Linked DNA regions of Mus musculus: region 1 is linked to region 2. A link is a contact called in public HiChIP or PLAC-seq data. All regions are on one chromosome and are shown on one strand. The core of a region is the stretch at or near the end of the contact, and the rest is flanking DNA. Distances in the headings are between cores, read along the strand shown. Region 1 has its middle 23 kb from the start of Mir5618. Region 2 has its middle 26 kb from the start of AV064505.

Evidence for each region. HiChIP or PLAC-seq counts read pairs in DNA pulled down with a chosen protein or histone mark.
Region 1: a contact with region 2 is called in an H3K27ac HiChIP or PLAC-seq map of embryonic stem cells, with 5 read pairs. The contact joins two enhancer-like sites. A contact is called at or near these places in 2 of 15 datasets of contacts at CTCF or cohesin (the G1E-ER4 cell line and large pre-B cells), 8 of 484 Hi-C or Micro-C datasets (the G1E-ER4 cell line, bone marrow-derived macrophages, double positive thymocytes and 3 more), 4 of 115 datasets of contacts at active chromatin or transcription factors (all in embryonic stem cells) and 1 of 9 other capture datasets (embryonic stem cells).

The regions. Positions count from the first base shown.
Region 1 is chr9:7,805,326-7,808,823 of GRCm38.p6, reverse strand. No RefSeq gene overlaps it. Among named protein-coding and RNA genes, the nearest start is that of Mir5618, 23 kb to the right of the region's middle. Within about 2 kb of position 1,998, at least 22 of the 459 cell types and tissues checked have an H3K27ac peak or open chromatin away from gene starts, as enhancers often do. A contact at or near this core is called in embryonic stem cells, where this site is marked.
Region 2 is chr9:7,720,212-7,723,753 of GRCm38.p6, reverse strand. It overlaps the pseudogene Cbx3-ps8. Among named protein-coding and RNA genes, the nearest start is that of AV064505, 26 kb to the right of the region's middle. Within about 2 kb of position 2,018, at least 15 of the 459 cell types and tissues checked have an H3K27ac peak or open chromatin away from gene starts, as enhancers often do. A contact at or near this core is called in embryonic stem cells, where this site is marked.

The sequences.
Region 1 (3,498 bases), core at 749-3,248, 85 kb before region 2:
AGTCTGCTGTAATTCTAGTAGGTCTGCCTTTATATGTTACTTGACCTTTTCCCCTTACTGCTTTTAATATTCTATCTTTATTTAGTGCACTTGTTGTTCTGATTATTATGTGTAGGGAGGAATTTCTTTTCTGGTCAAGTCTATTTGGAGTTCTGTAGGCTTCTTGTATGTTCTCGGCATCTCTTTCTTTAGATTAGGGAAGTTTTCTTCTATAATTTTGTTGAAGATATTTACTGGTCCTTTAAGTTGAAAATCTTCATTCTCATCTATACCTATTTTCCTTAGGTTTGGTCTTCTCATTGTGTCCTGGATTTCCTGGATGTTTTGAGTTAGGATCTTTTTGCACTTTGCATTTTCTTTGATTGTTGTGTCCATGTTTTCTATGGAATCTTCTGCACCTGAGATTCTCTTTTCCATCTCTTGTATTCTGTTGCTGATGCTGTCCTGATTTCTTTCTCCAGAGTTGTCTCCCTTTGGGTTTTCTTTATTGTTTCTACTTCCATTTTTAGATCTTGGATGGTTTTGTCCAATTTCATCATCTGATTGGTTGTGTTTTCCTGTAATTCTTTAAGGGATTTTTGTGCTTCCTCTTTAAGTTTTTCTTCCTGTTTAGTGGTGTTTGCCTGTATTTTTGTTTTGTTTTGTTTTGTTTGTTTGTTTGTTTGTTTTTTGAGACAGGTTTTTTCTATATAACCCTGGCTGTCCTGGAACTCACTCTGTAGACCAGGCTGGCCTTGAACTCAGAAATCTGCCTGTCTCTGCTTCCCAAGTGCTGAGATTAAAGGCGTGTACCACCACCACCCTGTCTGTATTTCTTTAAGTGAGTTATTAATGCCCATCTTAAAATTCTCCTCCAGCATCATGAGATATGATTTTAAATCTGAATCTTGCTTTTTGGGTGTGTTGGGGTACCCAGGACTTGCTGTGGTGGGAGTGAGTACTGGGGTCCGATGATACCAAGTATTCTTACTTTCTGTTAGTAAGATTCTTACATTTGCCTTTTGCCATCTGGTAATCTCTGATGTTAGATGTTCTAGCTGTCTCTGGTTGGAGCTTGTTCCTCCTGTGATTGTGCTAGCCTCTGTCAGCAGTCCTGGGAGTCTAACTCTCTCCTGAATCCCAGTGGTCAGAGCACTCTCTGCAGGCAAGCTCTCTTCTGGCAGGGAAGGTGCACAGAGGTCTGGAGCTCAGCTCTGCCTCCTGGCTGAAGATGAAGACCCGAAGGGACCCTGTCCAAGAAGCTCTGTTACTCCTGTGGCCCACATGCTCTCCTGCGTGGACTGGTCTCTGAGAGACCCAGAATACAAGATCCTGCCTTTTTTTTTTTTTTTTTTTCAGTAAAAAAAGAGGATGAGTGGTTTGCGGAGGGGCAGAGGTGGGGGGGGGGTGCTCAGAATATAAGAAGTAATAAAAGTAATAAAATGTGTTATTATTAGTGTGTGCTTAGGTGTATGTGTGGAGGTCAGAAGACACTGTGCAGTTGGCCGCCTCTTCCTCTTTAAGTTTCCAGGTATCAGACTTGCATCAGGCTGTGTGGCACATGCCTTTGCCTGATGAACCATCTGCATGGCCCCTCAACTGGTCCCAGACCGGCTGTGCCAGGGTTCTAGACAGGGTCCCAAGGGGGGGGGGGGAGGATGAAAATAAAGATATCTGAAAGGAAAGAGTCAAGGGTGGGTTTGGGAGAGCTGCACAGGTTGGTGACAGCCCTCTAACAGGGAAGCAGAAGACGGGTTAGAATCACAGGGAGTTCAGAATATCTCAAGTTCCCCTCAAGGTGCATTCTGGGATGGCAAACAAAGCATTTTATATCTCAGTGTCTGGAACATTTAACCACATAAATGTAGGAGCAATGTTAAGTGTTCCCAGACTTCAGCCCCCAGAGGTCCTGGTGCCAGTACATGCCAGCCTTCCTGGCATAACCCTGACTAGGTAAAATGCCACACCCCATCATCATAGCTCTAGGCAATCTCTGGTCTGTCAGTCTAAAATGGATTTTCTTTGTCCATTTGTGTCTTATGTGTATGTATGTGCAGAAGTGCTCAAAGGGGCCAGAGGCATTGCATCTTCTGGAGCTGGGTTACAGGAAGTTGTGATTCCACTATTGTGGCTGAGAACTCAACTTGTTCTTAACCACTGACCAGTCTCTCTAGTGCCCCTCAGTGACCTTTTTAAAGAGATATAATAAACCTTATAGAGCTGTAATAGCTAATCTTGGTTGTCCACTTGACAAGTAAGACAAAAACTACTGGGCACTTCTGAGAGAGATTTTCTTGGTCAGATTATCTGGAGCATAAAGGTCCACTCCAAATGTGAGCTGTACCTTCTGGTGGCAGCTCATATAAAAATATCGAGGAAGAAAGAAACTTGGCTTTTCATCCGCTTGCCCTTACTCTGGTTGGTAATTTCACCTGTCCTGTTGTGGAGGCATTCCTTCACTGATATTAGAAGCAACTTCTTCAGAATTCCACTGCCCAGTGAAAACCAGTAGCTCTCCAGTAATCCTCTAAACCTGCAGCACCACACTGGGACTTCCAGGCTTGTGGACTGAGCAACTATCGGTGTGAGGCAACTACTTTTGGACTCTGTGTTGTAGCCTCCAAATTACCAATGCTAAATCTCTGAGGTTAATTGTCCTGCTTCTTGGAAGCCTCACCAAAGAGACTCCAGTCTTGTGTGCAGATGGTTTGCCTCTGTGTGTTCCCCTGCAAAAGCTCCCATCTTCCCTCCCTTCCTTCAGTGGCAAGTGCAGTATGCAGGGAGCTGGTTTCTGCTGAGATCCCCCACAGCAAGCTCAGGGCTCCCTCCCCATCCCTGGCTGCTCTGAGGGAGCTCAGCCTGGCATTAGAATGGCCCTGCCCATAAAACCCTCCTTAATGAAAATACATTCAAGGAGCCATAGGCTTGCTTGAGACAGCCTTCCCACCTCTGCGTCGCCAAAAACTAACTCTCCCTGTGATAAATGGCCGAACTCTCCAGGTGCCTGTCCTTGGGCCTTGAACTCAGAAATGTGCCTGCCTCTGCTTCCCAAGTGCTGGAATTAAAGGCACGTGCTACCACTGCCTGGCATTTTAGTGATTTTTTAAATTGTTGAGTTATATATTTTTATTTAATATATAAATATATGTAAATATATTTGTATATTTATGCTATATTAAATATATTCTTATAAATAAATATATATATACATACACATGTGTATGTATATATATATATATATATTACGTGTGTATGTGTGTGTGTGTGTGTGTGTGTGTGTGTGTGTGTGTGTGTATGTGTGTGTGTATGTGTACTGTCTTAGGGTTTACTGCTGGGAAGAGACATCGTGACCATGGCAACTCTTATAAAGACAAACATTTAATTAGGGCTGGGTTACAGTTCAGAGGTGTGACCCATCATCACCATGGCAAGAAGCATGGCAGCATGCAGGCAGACATGGAGCTGGAGAAGGAGCTGGAAGCATCTGGATGGTCAGGCAGCAAGAAGAACTGCCTTGAG
Region 2 (3,542 bases), core at 769-3,268:
CCACACTAGTTATTCAAAGCCCAAGATCCAGATTATATATATATAAATGCAAACAATTATTGTGCTTCATCTTCAGGACAAGAATGCCAAGTCAGCCGCTCCTCGTAGAAGGCAATGACCATCTGAGGACACTTCATGTTCGCCTCCTTTGGCAGCACCAAGCCAGCCCCGTCCGAGTCCTTCCACTTCATGAGAAACACTAATTCTCACTGCTGTCCGTGGCACCGATTATCCCTTCAGGATCAAGAGCTCTGGCAAAGCCCCTTGGTTTGTCAGCAGCGTCTCTCTTCTTCTTCGATTTGCTATCATCAGATTCACTGTCAGATAAAGATTTCCTTTTTGTACCATCTTTTTCTTTACCAGCTTTTTGAGAATTAAGAAATGCTTCAATTAATTCTGGACAATCTAAATTTTCTTCTGGTTCCCAAGGATTATCAGCGTCTGTGAACCCCTTCCACTTCAGGAAATACTCCACCTTCCCATTCACTACACGACGGTTCAGTACTTTTTCTACCACAAATTCTTCAGGCTCTGCCTCTTCAACTTTTTTACTCTTTCCATGTTGTTTCTTTCCCATTTTTTGCAATGTAGTTTTATTGGAGGACATTTTTAAAATTTAATCGGAGACTTGAAGAGTTCACCGCTCCGATGCTCAGGGCCGCGGATCCTGCAGAGTCTCCCGCCTGCTCGCTTCGGTTCAGCCACATCCGAGGGGACTTACACTTTTATATCATAGTCCATCATGGAAGGAAGCCAGGGCATGAACTCAAACAGGGCTGCAACCCGGAGGCAGGTGCTGGTACAGATACCAACAGCCCAGGGATGGAACCAATCACAATATGCTAGGCCCTCCTTCTTCAGTTACTAGTTAAGAAAATGAATACCTTACAGGTGGATCTTATGGAGGCATTTTTCTCAGTTAAACTCCCCTCCTTTCAGGTAACTCTAATAGGTGTGTCAAGTTAACATAAGAATAGCCAGTACACCAACAGGTTCCCTCCCTCCCTCCCTCCCTCCCTCCTTCCCTCCCTCCCTCCCTTTCTCTCTCCCTCCCTCCCTCCCTCCCTTCCTTCCTTCCTTCCTTCCTTCCTTCCTTCCTTCCTTCCTTCCTTCCTTCCTTCCTTCCTTCCTTCCTTCCTTTGCTTTTAGGGTGTGTGTGTTAAGGATGTGTACACGTGTGTTCATACATATAGAGAAATCATGCAAGTTCCCAAGGAGCCACTCACCTTGTTGTGTTGAGTCATTGACTTTCAGCTCCCCCATTAGGCCAGGCTGACTGCTCAGGGAGCTCAGGAACCCATCTGTCTCTGGCTTCTCCATACTAGGCTTACAAGAATATGCCACTAGCTCTGCTGTTTTCCTTGGATCCTGAAGAACAAGCTCATGTCTTCATGATCCTTGTCAAGTTCTTTATTGGCTGAACCATTTTTATGGTTCCAAACTCAAGCCTGCCAGATCATCACCTTTCTTTTGACTCCCAGTTGCCAACCAACTGGGCTTGGTGACACATAGCTGTAAATGTTCTACCAGCTGTGAAACCTCTGTCAGAAGCTCTACCTGCACCAAGGTAGAACTCTTACCTCATTACCACTTCCTGATAGCTGATCTGTCCCCTGTCCTCATCTGCAGCATTCTGTCGTTGGGCAGCATCTAGCAATTTTCATGATACATTTAGTTTACCAAATACACTGAGTATTTTGGAAAGCTCTGAAACCCAGTGCCCAGTGCACTGTAGATTAGATGAGCCAAGTACTTGTGTCTGACGTCTTACTGATTTCCAGGTGACTATGAGGAGCAGTCTGGCATGTCCCCTTTCTAAACTCACAGAATTTGTCCCAAAGTGCCTTGAGTCTAGGTAAGCTTTCCTTCCTCTTGGTCTTTTACCTGTGATTTTCTTTTGTGGTACCTCAGATGCATAACCTGAAAAACAAGTTTCTCTTTGCTCCAGGGAAGGGAGGGCTTAGCTCTTCAAAAAGAAGGGAACACATTTGCATTTCACTTCCTAGCTCATCAAAGAAAGGAGGTGAAAGGAAAAGACTACCTACTGAAATGGGGTGTGTGTGTGTGTACCCTGCTACAGAGTGCTGGAGAGGAAAATTAGTCAAGAACATGGAAGGAAGAGGGACCAGTAGAGGGACAGGTTGGTGGGGAAGAGGAGTGGCTCAAGGCGTGGTCTTTGAACTTGAGCTTCCCTGATTTTCCATGTAGATCATGGAGTCCAGAGTATCTCCAGTTCCACTGCAGACAGAAGGGATTGGGGACCGGGGACTGGGCACTTGTGTTCTGGCCTCAGGTGTACTTTCTTACTTTCAGTTAGAATGGTTTTGTTATTCTGTTGGGGTTGAAACTGGGAGCCAAGATCTTTGTTCTCACTTGAGGTTTGCTGAGACTGGTTGTCAGTCTTTGTCTTTAATAGCTTTAAGTTAGTTATATTTCACTTGTTTTTTAAATGGAACAGAGAAGTAAATGCTAAGATTCTATTCTGTTCTTGGGGAACCTGAACCTAAGAAGTCACGTGACTTTTTAGACCAGGGGGAACGCCAGGGCCAAGAAGTGGGAATGGGTGGGTAGGGGAGTTGGGGGAGGGTATGGGGACTTTTGGGATAGCATTGGAAATGTAAATGAGGAAAATACCTAATAAAAAATTTAAAAAAAAAAAGAAAGATGTGGCTCAGTGGGTCAAAGTGCTTGATGGCCAGTGTACTTGTACATGCTGTGCCTACACATACTCCTCCCGACAATAAACAAAATTTAATAAAACCAGTTAAAAATAATGAAACCAAAGGGGATGCTATTAATAGTTGTGGATTCTACTATTATGTATAATCCATTGCTTTTCTAATTTCAATAAATTTTAAATTTTAATTAGGACTTTGGCTTATTGTTTTAATACTGTGGGTTAGGAAACTGTTGACTTCTATTTTATTTTATTTTTTTAGTGCTGGGGGTTGACCTTAAGACACTGTTTGTGCATGCTAAGCAGGTGTTTATTCTACCATTGAGTCATACACCAGTATTGTGGGAAATATTCAAAAATACAATTCACACTACACCAGCAAGGCACTGGCAGCATGGGCAGTCTGTCCTCATCTTGTGGAAACTGACTCAGAGCTCCAAAATCTCTCCATCCAGCTCTCTAAGTTCCCACTGGTGGCTTTTTGGGGTGCACTTCTGGCAAACCTATGCTTTGCTGCTGTACCTTTCTCTCTGGAACCCAGTTGAACCGCTGCACGAAGGAAAACACCACACACACTTAGTTCGGAATCAATGGTAACTCAATCGCTGGGCACAACAACTAGAATCCTAAATTTTGTAAGCCATATTAAATCTAAATCCTCCTGGAGAATTTGCAGTCTAACCCAAGGATCACTAGTAGCTACATAAAAGCCCATATCTCTCTTCTCTTCTCTTCCTCCCTCCACCGGGAAGTCCTGCCTACTCTCTCAATGATTGGGTTCTTTATTCATTAGAAGGGTCACGTGAAGTCCTGAGTATGTGATTCACTCCTCATCCCAGATAATCCCTCTGAGAGAAGTTGAATT